Linked DNA regions of Anas platyrhynchos: region 1 is linked to region 2. A link is a contact called in public Hi-C data. All regions are on one chromosome and are shown on one strand. Each heading gives the region's core, a stretch centred on a gene start, on an enhancer-like site or on the middle of the called end of the contact. The rest is flanking DNA. Distances are from core to core; before and after follow the strand shown.

Region 1 (5,821 bases), core at 893-3,392, 40 kb after region 2:
GCGTCTCCTGCACGAATACAACTTCATGCCTAAGTATTGCCACACTGCAGAGATTAATGTCTGAAGCACAATCACGCCTCGCTCTGCCGGTATCCTTCTCTGCTCAGAAATCATCGGCCACGGATACTGCCGGGAAAACGCCTCATCCCCACCAATATTCAACTTCCCCTCCGCGCTGATGGCACCTCGAGAAAACGAAGCGCTGCGAGAACGAGCAGCGCTCGTGCCTTTGCAGGGCTCCCTCCTGCCTTCACACAGCAGCTCCAGCAGGGAAGGGAAAATATTCCCTCGGAAACACCCTCGGCAGCCCGGGGGGAAGCGGGACGTGGGGATGTCATTGTGGCACTGAAGGAGCTGCGTGAGGATGGGCAGCTGGCCTACCTGCAGGGTGAAGGGGCTGCTGCTGATGGCCTGAATGGGCACCCCATGGCACTGCGTGGTGTCGGGGGACACGGACATGGCATGGTGTGGTGTCGGGGGACACTGCCATAGCACCCCATGACACGATGCCGGGGGACACAGCCACTGGGCATGATGAAACCCAGCTCTGCGTGCTGGCCGAGACCCATTCAGCCACCCCATTAACAGAAAACCCCACAAAAGCCAGCCCACGCTCCGGTGCCACGCGTGCCCTACATGTCACTGCACGACAAGCTAAAGGAAGGGGGTACAGGCACAACCGTGCGATGTCCCGTAGCAAGGCCGGACTGAAACCATTGAGAAACCCGAGGCATTTCCCCGTAAATCCCCGCAGGGCCGATGGCAGCCCGGTTACAGGAACCAGCGTGCGGCGCGCTCCGTGCGCTGCCAGGGCGCAGAGCCTGGGCGCAGCCGGTCCCAGCTGCGCAACCCAGACCCAAACCCGCCCGTTCTCACCCCAAAACCTTATTCCCGTCCCTAACTCACCGTGGCCGAGGCGACGCCGGTGTCCGCCAGGGTCAAGTGGTGCGGCTCCCAGCGGCGCAGGAACTTGGAGGTGAGGATCTTGCTGAGAAACGTCCGGGGGTGCCGGATGGCGCACACCTGGATGTCCCCCTCCTGCAGCAGCTTGTACCTCATGCCGTTGCAGTGCAGCGGGGGCCGGCGGCAGGGAGCGGCGCCCATTTTGGGGCCCCCCTCGGGCCCGGGTACGTCGGGGGGAGGCGGCCCCTTGCCCTCCTCCTGCTGCTGCTGCTGCCCGCGGTCGCCGCTGCCCCCGCCGGGGCCGCCGCTGCGATCCATGGGCAGCGCGGGGTGGCGGCGCCCGGCCCCGCGGAGGCGGGGGGGGTGGGGGGAGAAGGAGAGAGATCCGAGGAGGCGGCGAGGTCAGGGAATTAAATAAAAAAGGAAGAAAAAAGGGGAAAAATGGGGGGGGGGAGAGGGGAGGAAAGGGGAAAAATTAAAGAAAAAAAAAGGGAAAAGGGGAAAAATTGAAAAAAAAAACGGGGGAAGATAGGGGGAGGGTGGGAAAAGGGGAGAAAAGGATGGGGAAAAAAAGGGAAAAGGGGAAAAAAGGAGGTGAAAAAAAAAAAAAGAGAAAAAAAAAAAAAGAGGAAAAAAAATCGCCGTGGGGGAAGGGATCCGCACACACCGCGGGGGTTAAAGGGAGAAGGGCAGCGGCCGAGCCCCGGCCTCAGAGTCGGCGGTCCGCCCCCCGGCGGGTCCCCCGGCGGCTCGCACGGCGCCACATCCACGCTGCCGGCCGGGAGAGAGCGGGGCGGGGGCGGCGGTGGTCCCGGCGGGGGCTGCTGCTGCTGCTGGTAGTGGTAGTGCTGCTGCTGCTGCTGCTGCTGCTGGTGGCGGTGGCGGTGCTGGCGGCGGGGGCTGCGGGGCGTCCGGCCGCGGCTCCTTCCTTCCCCCCGGGGCGGGCGCGCGCGTGCATGTAGGTGGGTGCGTGGGTGCCCGCGCGTGGCCGGGCGGTGCGGGGCGGGCTGGGGCGCGCGGGGAGGTCTCTGCCTGTGCGTGTGTGTGTGTGTGTGAGAGGGGTGTGGATGTGTGTGTGTGTGTGCGGTGTGTGTGTGTCTGTGTGTGCTGGCCCTGCGCGCCGCCGCCGCCGCGGGAGGAGGAGGAGGAGGAGGCGGCGGGAGGCTGCCGGCAGCGCTCGCCCCGCTCGCCGGAGCGGCTCCGGGCTCAGCCCATTGGCTGCGGGGGGGTCACGTGCGGCCCGCGCTGACGTCAATGGCCGCGGAGCCGCCGAGGGCAGCGGCAGCAGCAGCGGCAGGAGCAGAAGCGGCGGTGGCCGCGCGAGGTGCGCGGGAAGCGGCGCGCGCTGCTGCTGCCCCCGCCCCTCCCCGCTTCGCCTCAGAGGGGCCGCGCCGTGGCCGCCGACCCCGATCGGGGACAGGGACGAAAAGGAGGAGGAGAAGGAGGAAGAGGCCGGGGGGAGCCGCCCGGGAAGGGCGGAGGTGCGCGGCCACACACCTGCGCGCCTCACCGCGGCCGCCCGCCCTCCGCCATGAGGGGAAGCCCCGCGCGGCGCGGGCTGTGAGGAGCGCGTTGGGGAATAAACGCGTTTTCTCTCTTTTTTTCTCTCCCGGCACTCCGTTTTCTCGCAGCCCTCGCGCTGGCGGCAGCCCAGGGACGGGGCCGTGGACCTCAGGGGGGGTCCGGTGGCTTCGCTCCGGGGCGATCACCTCAGGAAAGGGGCGGCAGAGCCCCGCAGCGCCGCTCCCCTCAGGCAGCCCGGCGGGGCCGGGGTCAGCGGTGTCCGTAGCAGGCGGTGTCCTCTGGTAACCCGGCATCACAGCGGCGGCATTCCCCAAAAAATAAATAAATGGGGGGAAAAATAACTCCCATCCTGGACTTCTGAACGGCTTAGTGGCTCGGTGATGCTGTGTGCAACATGGATGCCCTATCAAGAGAAATCCTATCACTCATACTCAGTTTTTATCTCCTAGGTACTCACGGAACTCGGATCTTGTTTGCAGTTTCCCAGTTGGAACCGACACATTAGGACCAATAAAAAAACAAATTACATTTTATGCAATTCATACACATGTTATTAAACTGCGGAACACACTGCGCTGGGTATTGCCAGGGTCACGAATTCAGGAGGAATTTACTGGGCTGTTTTACGCGACGCTAGCAAAACATTTGGAGAAAGTATAAACCTTTGTGCTGAGAGGTTTAAACTCATCCCCAGTGGAGGGAGGTTGGGAAAGGGAAGGAGTGCTGGGTGGCGAGCAGATGATCACACGGCGTGTACCTGCCGCTGGGCTTCTGGCAGCAGCTCTCAGAGCACTCCTCAAAGGAGAGGTCACGATGCCAAGCGAGGTGCCAGCAGCGGAGCCCGGAGCCCGCCCCAAACTCTTTCATCTGAAACTCGTGTTCACACTGCGAGTCACACAAATCGCTGGAGAGGCGAGCTGCAACTGGAAGGGTTTGGAAGCTTTTTGCCATAAAGCCTTTTGTACTGGCTGCTGTCAAACACGACACCTGACTGGATGGACTGCAATTCCTGCGAGCATCGCACGTGTTGTTATAAAGCTGGTGTATTCAATAGGCTGGCATTTGACAGCAGAACTGCTGGTTAAATACTTTCAGGAGGGAAGGGGTTTGTAATCTATCAATTACTCACAAACTCTAGGGATACTTTTGTTGAACGTTACTATCAAAATTATTTATAAAAAGCTAGGAAGTCGCCAGAGTACTCTTAAGTATCAGTTTATAGAAGGATGCACAGAATTACACAATTTGGCTAAGGTTAGAAGAAAGGCACTCATTTAATGACATGAACGATACAACCAACAGGAAGACAAACATCTCTTTTATAGAGATTCACTTTGTCAGTATCTAAGAGCCCTGGTAATTACCTCCTGCACCAAACACTGCGAGCAGTTCCCACAGAGCTCTGTTTCCATATACTGGGGGGGGGGGGTGAACGACACGCACTTTTACAATGAAATCAAATCAGACCTACTCATACGTGTCAATATGTGTGGATCTGCAATAATAATTTAAAAAATCTAAATTTTGAAAGGACAGCTTTGCTTAAGTGTAAGCTTTTTACAGCAGGCACTGTCTGTTTCTTGGAGTTCCTTGAATGCCCGGTACAAGGGAGACCTCTTCTTGTTTGACCCGAGGCACTGTTCTGGTACAAACAATAATAGTGTCAACAGCAGGACTATTCGCACACACTCACCTGCACCAACACGTCGATCAGCCAGAACTGCAACCAACATGGCTATTTTGGTGAAAGTTCATGCAAGCTAGCCACCTGCTCAAACCACTGCTTTAAATCTACCATAGCTGTCGTCTCTGACAGCTGTGTGCCAACGGGAAGATGATATGTAAAGAGTCTGGTGTTTTAAAGTGAATTTCCTGGTAGATTAGAGCAGATGTTTTCAACTCATGTTCCACAGAAACTAACAAATAAAGCAAGGGTGGTCGACAGCAGCCAGCCTGGAAGGATCCAAGCCCCCACTGGAGATCCACAGTTCAGAAGTGTTGAAATCCACTGGGGTATTGCAAAAGCACGGCACCACTGCTAGCGAGTCAAGGACAGAGGTCTGAATCCTCAGCAGTGCTACACGTTTGCAGCTCTCATTGAATCCATGCTGTCAGGCTGCAGGTGTTCTCTCTGGAGGAAACTCAGCACAGGCTGATAAGATCAAGGTATGAAATCTCAGATTGTCTGCCAGAATGGGGCAACCAAAATCCCTGTCTGGACAAGTGAAATCAAAACACGCTGCTCGCTGCACAACTTGCTGCAACACACGTTAGCCATCCAAGCTGCAGCCAAGGGTTGCGATGTGACCCAAGGCTGAACATGTTAAAACTAACACCGCTTCTAATTTCCCTTATAAACTGTATCAAACCAAAGCTGGATGGATTGTGCTCCAGCTTTGTGCCTTTCCAAATTCCCTCTTCTGGCTCCGTGCAGCCCCATAGACATCTCAGGTATACACGTACAGCAGTATTGCAAAGTGAAATTTGGGGGTCACTATTTTTTGTATTTCTCCCAACAATCCATGTTTTATGAGCAAATCCAGTCTGAAGTTTACTGTGAAAGTGGGACATCTTTCATTCATGTAATAAACACTGAGCACGTCATTCATAATAGTGTTATCAGTAGAAGTGTACCTCTACAGGTGTTTATGGGCATGCTATCAGTTTTGAATAATTCAAAAGTTTGTGAGTTTTTCTTCGAAATACTTCATCTCGGTGCTAATCAGCCTCACTAGTTGTCACACAGTTTAAGGCAGGCAGACTTCTGGATCAGCAACAGAGGAATAGAATCGGACTCTTTTTTTTTTCCATTCTCAAAACTAATTCAGTTGTGATCCGTACTATTCAGAATTCATCTCCTCAGCTGTACACTTGTAAAACCAGGAAGGCCCGTTTGCAAGTTTCAGCTGGGTCTCCAGTCCTAAAAAAGAACTTTTCATACATTTCCAGTATTTGGTCTCTTGCCTGTCTCCAGCCCATCAGGTGTTCTGCTGAGGTCCCTTGTGGGTGCCGAAACAGAAGCACCGGCCTGACTTACCTTCTTAAGCTTGGTAACACCCATCCATACCCATGTGCTAGAACAAAAACTGTGATATTCAGAAGGAAAAGACGACGGGCAATTTGCAAGTACTGTCAGTGCCAATAAGGCAGGTTGTGCAGCAGTGGGGGGCTTGGAAAACCACGAGAAAACCACTTCAGGTGCCAAAACATAGGCAGGGAAAAAACTATTGCCCAAAGGGACCTTCTATGAGAGTAAATCCATGCAGTGGCATTGCATGACAAGCTAAATGAGGGGAGTAAAGGAGCAACTGTGGCAAGGGCCAGATATAAATACTGAGATGCTTTAGCAGGGGATGCGCTTAAGAGGGGAGAGAGCACTCTCCCCAGAGAGGAT
Region 2 (6,406 bases), core at 3,120-5,619:
GACAGATCAATTACACAGCTTGTGACCTTCATCAGCCCAGACTTTTATCAAAATCCATTTTATGAGAATGTCAGAATGCCATACCACATTGCAGCATTCACATCATTTCTCTTTCCTTCTCTCACAAAAAAAAAAAAATTAGAAAACTTCATATAGTGCTGAAAAGACTCAATGGATTTGGACTCGATCTTCGTGAGTCCCTTCCAACTTGGGATATTCTGTAATTCCAAGACTGTGAATACTTCTACAGTCCAGCAGATACTCAAATATGAAAAACTAATTTTCTGCTTATATTTCAATGGAAAGGTTCCTCAGAGTTCCCAGGAGATGAATCAGCCATACGCAGCAGTGTATCAAAGAAGCCTGAGAAGTTTGTTCACTTGCTTAGATAGGGTCAAAGACACAGTAAAACATTCCCTGCCTGAGCCTATCTTTACCAGTGTGCTTAGGCCACGGGTGGTCCTTCAGAAGCTGATTTGTCTATCTGCAGCAATTAACAGTCCTAGTCTGCATCTTTGGTTTTCCACTCATCAGAGAGCCCTACCCAGTGAGGCAGCTGTTCCTGGCAGCAGATACTGGCACTGAAAGCAAAAATACAGATGCCAATTTCTCAGCTCAGTGAAAGACTGTATGAGTAAAGCCAAATAAATTGAGCTGTCTCTCTCTGAACGTTCCAGTGTGAGGTCTCTTCCCACCACGGGTGTATTGCCACCAAGCAAACCTTAGCAAAGTACTTGTAGAAAATAAGTAAAGTCATTTCATCATGGACCAAACTTACAATATTGCCTCATGATAAGGGGCAATATTCCCTTTTAGAATTTAATTCCCTTTTTATGTGGACCAGCAAAGGACACCTTGTGGTTGGGGCCTACAACAGGCCACCTGCTCAAGGGGAGCCTGTTGGCGAGACCTTCTTACTTCAGCTGCAAGCTGAAATCCCTGCTGGGGGACTTAAACCACATGGATGTCTGCTGGGAAAGCTGCATGCAAGGCACATGCAAAACAAGGAGGTGATCAGAGACAGCCAGCATGGCTTCACCAAGGACAAATCATGCCTGAGCAGTCTGGTGGCCCTGATCAGAAGGGACAGGATCACCTCTCCTATGAAGAAAGGCTGAGAGAGCTGTGAACCTTCAGCCTGGAGAAGAGAAGGCTCTGGGGAGACCTTACAGTGGCCTTCCAGTAACTGAAGGGGGCTTATAAAAAAGATGGAGAACAACTTTTTACACAGGCAGATAGTTATAGGACAAAGGGGAACAGTTTTAAACTAAAAGAGGGGAGATTTAGATTAGATATAATGATAAGTATTTCTTATATTCTTATTTCTTATTTAATAATATATTAAATTTAGAGAGTGACCTAGAGGGTGGTATCCCTGCCTAAGGCGGGGGGTTGGAGCTAGATGATCTTTAAGTTCCCTTCCAGTCCAAATCATTCTATGATTCCATGCGACTTGCAGTAATTGATACTAATTGATGAAGAAAATAGGTTAGTTTGGGGCCTCAGCTCAAAATATCTGCAGATCCTATCTGCCTAGCACTGAACAATGATGTGGGGAAACGTGACCAGAAGAAAAATCTTCCTTCTCAACTTGTGCTTACTGGCCAGCCATCTACCTACTTATGGTAAAAACTCCCTAACCCTTGTGCAGTTCATGACCCTAGGCTTAGAAAGGTAATAGAGTATCTGTGTTGGCAAGTCAATGAGCTCAAACATCATCGTGTTTGTGTTAGACTTCCGTGTTAATGAAACTTTGCTGGTCCCAGTCTAAGTACTCTCAGTGGAATTCATGATGACGAGCAATTGGTTACTGAATGATGCATGGTGGAAAGCAATACCTCTTGATAAAGTACTGTCTCCTGGTTCTGTAATGGTTACTGCCACTCTAGAAATTGGAAGCACATTCCTCTTTTAAGAAGAAATAGAGCTGGTTAGCAGTGTCTGTCAATACACTTGTTAAGGAAATTTGAGATTTTAATACTAAAATTTTAGCTTTTTGTATGAAAGGCTAGTACAATATGTCAGTTCGCAGGCATTACATAGGGTATTTTAGGATAAATCTATGACTGGTGCTGTGATTCATAACTACAGATGCAGGCAGAATCTGATTTTCTCCTCTGCAGTCCTCAGTTCTTGGCCTGATATGAGCTCAGCCTTAGCAGGCAGAGAGACTTTCCCTAGGATACAAGGTCACTGACCCACCTTTACATTTTACTTTCATAACTAAAGACCTGGCAAAATTCCAAGCCAGAAAGCCGAACTAACATCAACAAGTTAATCTTCTGTAATTGCAGCGTTGCCTCCAAAATTAGTATATTACCTGATGAAGGAATAAAAAAAAAAAAAAAAACTTCTCGCACGCACACAGGTTGCACCACGCCTTTCCCAGCAGCAGGGTTTGGGGAGGAGATGTACGTTTTAATGTACTTGGAATTTCAGCATGCAGTTGAAGAGGCATGCCTTTCTGCAGCAGAATGGTAGGTGGCTTGCCAGCTCCACAGCCCTCCTTGCCATGTGTGTCTCAATGGCAAACGGCTGAAGTGAGAGAGCAGCGAGCAGAAATTCCCCACTTCAGTTTTCAGTCATCCCTGCTTAGATGACTTTTTTTTTTCTTTTTTAATTGGGAGAATTCAAGTTTTCGTTCCCCAAATCCCCAGTAATAAAGCTGTAGTTATCACAGCACACTAGTTAATCTATAATCTTTAGAGGAACAGTGTGGCAAGAACTCACACCTATACTTGAAGTTCATAACGTTGAATTTGTCCAAACACAGCCAGAACGGGATGACTGCGAGGGTAATCAAAGCCCTGTCCCTGCTGAAAGGCTTAGGGCTGGAATTCACTGGGCTGATTAAATTGGTTTTATTTTGAAAGAGAATTCGGTGCTTGGAAAACTCACATGATAGAGCTGCTTCTCCAGATTACATGAGCCAGCACAACATAAAATAAAGCCCTGGCAGAGAAGCCAACCTTGAAGTTCTTTATTTAACCTACCATCAGTGAAGATGGGCTATTTCTCCCAGGCAGAGTCGTGACCTAACACCTTCCCTCCTCCTCCATCCCATTTCTGCTTTACCACTGCCCCCTCAGCCGGGCTAGTTCAATCCTTTGCAAGCCTGGAAGGTAAATGGGATTAGGGAAGAGAGCCAGCCCAAAAATAATCCCCCTCCTTTTTTCTCAGCTCTGATGAATTTCTTCATCTTGCTCGCCAGGCTGCCTGTAAACATCTGGACCACCCAAGCAAAGGACAGCGTGGGGGTGGGAATGACCGGACAGGAGGACCAAAGAGCTCAAGCCGGCTCTCACAGGGACAACGTGTTAGCTTGTGCCAGTGCCGTGCTGGAACAGCTCTGCACCAGCTCAGAAACACCCTGCTCCTACCACACTGCCCTCCTCTAGCAAGAACGAAACCCCCCAGACTCACACGTCCTCTTCTAAAAGCTTATTCCGTTTTACTTTTAATCCCAATCTCATTTCTTTGCACACACTTACACTAGAGAAGATTTGTTCCTATTTATAGTCCAGTATTCTTTTACCAAGCACATTATTTTCAAGCATTTCATTTGGCTTCACAAGACATGCTCAGCTGGTTAGCCAAGAAAGAGCAGAAGGGCTGTGACCTGCATCATCCATCCTTGCACTGCGTTGAGAATGGCCAGGGGTATTTTCCCCTGAGCAGATTCAGAGAAGAATGTATTGCCAAATACATACGCACTGGATTTCTATAGGAACAAGCCCAGCTATGCAAAACTGCTGAGCAGCTCCCAATGGGAACTGCTCCCAGCTCCCAATGGCAGCATTACAGACACTGGTTCCCACTAATGGCTCAGCTACCCTGAACAGACACAAATTAAAACAAGCACTATGGGGCAACCTTTGTTACAAACAACTTCATATTTTACAGCTTCCATTGAAAGCTAGTTGAAAGTTAACTAAGGATTTCACCACTTACTCGAGCTGACCAATCCGACACAATACAGTCAATGAATAATTTCAGCTGTGCTTTCACACTATCCAAAATATGGAATAATTCCCCAATTCTGAAAACTCCCTCTCCTCCTTTCATTTAGTCTCTTTTAAAGAAGATCAGTTGAAAAATAGAGAAGAAATACAAAGGCACCAAGCCCAGCTGTGTGCAGAGGCCTGGGCAGGAAGCAGCATCGGGGCACCCCATGCCACTCTGTGCCTGCAGCCTGCTGCTGCTCACAGCCCTGGTGAGCTTTGCTTAGGTAAATGATGAAAAGCAAATCAAAGCCACGACCAGAGCCTTGAGTCTGTACAAAATGATCTTTGTCAGGAGGCTGTGGAAACCACGTGGAAAAGCGGTTGTTTTGCTCCATGGCCAGGCCTGGCTGTGGAAGAATTTCAAGCAGCCACAATCTGTTTCTGAATTTTATCCTTTCTAAGCCCAACAAAAGCCGAGTACACAGGACCTGTGCTACTCCAGTGATAAAGACAAGTACAAACTCTGCCCAAGTATCTCTGCGTTAGCCAACACAGTTCAAACCCCAAGCAGCATGGCGAGGTACAAGGCCCCGTTTCACGGCTGTTGGAGCAGGTACTTGTGAAAACAAGAATTGTGGAGGAACCTCAGCCCGTACCTGTCCATGTTGTAAAGACAGACCTGCCCTGGCTCCCTGCAGCCAGGTACCTGCACATATTACTCGCTGGTATTTCATGAGGACTGCTCGCACACAGTTTCAAGAGTAGCAAAGGAAACCGCTCTCCTCACGCTGCCGATGCTTATCTCTGTCCAAACCAAAAACACAGCGTTAAATATAACTGTTGTTCAAAGGCTCATTTTAGCATCCAACAATCGGAACAGTTTTAAAACACTTGTCTTACATCAAACTATTTTAGCCGAGAGCAGCTCTCAAACTTTAGCAGCACGAATTACAGTTTCATGAATAGCTGAGATGCACATACATGCCTCTCTGTTCACAGCTAGACAGCCAAGTTTAAAAAGTGCAAAAAGAAGAGCACATCCAGCAATTGTTTCCATTCAGAATGCCTTTTGTGATCCAAAAGGGGGGAGGGAAGATGGAAGAGATGGGGTTTCCAAATAAGGATGCTGATCTGGAGGCCAAATTTCAGAAACACTGAGCAATCTGTAGCGTTCCTCACCAGCATCTCCAACGGGCTCCGCGCTACTGAAAAAAAAAAGGACATCTGTACAAAACTAACTTCAGCTTTTGGCAAAGATTAACCAGCTTTAGGGACACTCAAACCATGACCTAGGACACTTTATCTGCCATCCTATATTAGCATATTGAGACACGCTTGGTTTCAAAAGTCACTGCACTTGTGTATTTGTATAGAAGCCTTTGCATTATTAAGCAGAGAACCCTGAATGCATACACGCAACTGTTGCCTGCTGACCTGCAATGAACTCGCAGACATGTTGATTTTATCTGGTTAACAGATTAGGTTTGCACTGACAGATGGACAATGCTACTGTTAAATTAATTAAAAATGAATACTATTAATGCTGGATGAGCATGAAACAAATTACCTCTGAGGTAAAACACTTCCAAATAGGGGGAAAAGGAAAGCAGTTAATAAGGGTAGACAATAATAGCTCCCGGTTCACCTTTAAATATACTTACTTGTAAGTTCTACCTTTTTCCTTCTGTTTTTCCTGCTGGTTCTTTACTTTTACTAGTAAACCAACTTATTTACTCACAGTAATTTTATATAATTTTATTTATCGATAATCAATACATTTACTAATGTTTTTAGTAGCCTATACTCCTGTATTATCAATTTTATTTGGGTTAGCTAAATGCTAGTGTACTTACATTTAGAGAACGTAATGGCAAGCCAAATCATTTTGAATGTAGCTTTCATTGAATATAATGTACTGGTCAAGATTTAGAGAACTATTAAAAATACAACCAATCACTCCATTTTCCACCATTAGCTTTGTGTTAGCAAAAAAAATCAAATTACTATCTCCTTCCGTTTTTCCTAACTGGCATTCTTACAAAGGCCATAGATCACTTAAGTTCTCATTCCCATTCTCCCTACATTTGAGGCAGAAGATTTAGGCTTCTGGGTAACATGCAGCTGGTAAATTTTTCTGACATCACTACCCACACAATTTTGTGAGTGTGCCCACTGAACCATTGTTTGCAAGCGAGTCTTCAAAATTACTAACCAGGGTATAAATTCTCAAGTGCCAGGAAGTCAAACTGAGCTACTCATTTCTTAGTATCCACATTTCAATTAGTTGCAAATACCACACCAGCAGCAAACCAGCGTTTCAATTTCTGCTGGCATATAACTTTACAAACTCGTTCTAGTGTTTGAATTTTTAAAAAGTAACCTCTCCATTGCATAAATCAGGTATTGACATTTTCCTTATCCAAAGATAAGCTGGGAGGTAGAGGGAATAAAAAGATTAAAAT

Evidence for each region. Hi-C and Micro-C count contacts between places; a contact is called where the count stands out from the background.
Region 1: a Hi-C map of small yellow follicle shows a contact between it and region 2, with 1.9 times the contacts expected there. The contact joins the promoter of CMIP here to the enhancer-like site in region 2. A contact is called at or near these places in 2 of 8 Hi-C or Micro-C datasets (skeletal muscle and small yellow follicle).

What each region holds. Positions count from the first base shown.
Region 1 is chr12:5,039,968-5,045,788 of IASCAAS_PekinDuck_T2T, forward strand. CMIP (c-Maf inducing protein) reads right to left here and starts at 2,143. Exons shown (of 21, transcript XM_027466765.3): 1 at 907-2,143. The coding sequence starts at 1,221.
Region 2 is chr12:4,997,347-5,003,752 of IASCAAS_PekinDuck_T2T, forward strand. All of the region lies in intron 1 of CMIP (c-Maf inducing protein), which reads right to left. Among named protein-coding and RNA genes, the nearest start is that of CMIP, 42 kb to the right of the region's middle. Within about 2 kb of position 4,370, at least 4 of the 8 cell types and tissues checked have an H3K27ac peak or open chromatin away from gene starts, as enhancers often do. A contact at or near this core is called in small yellow follicle, where this site is marked.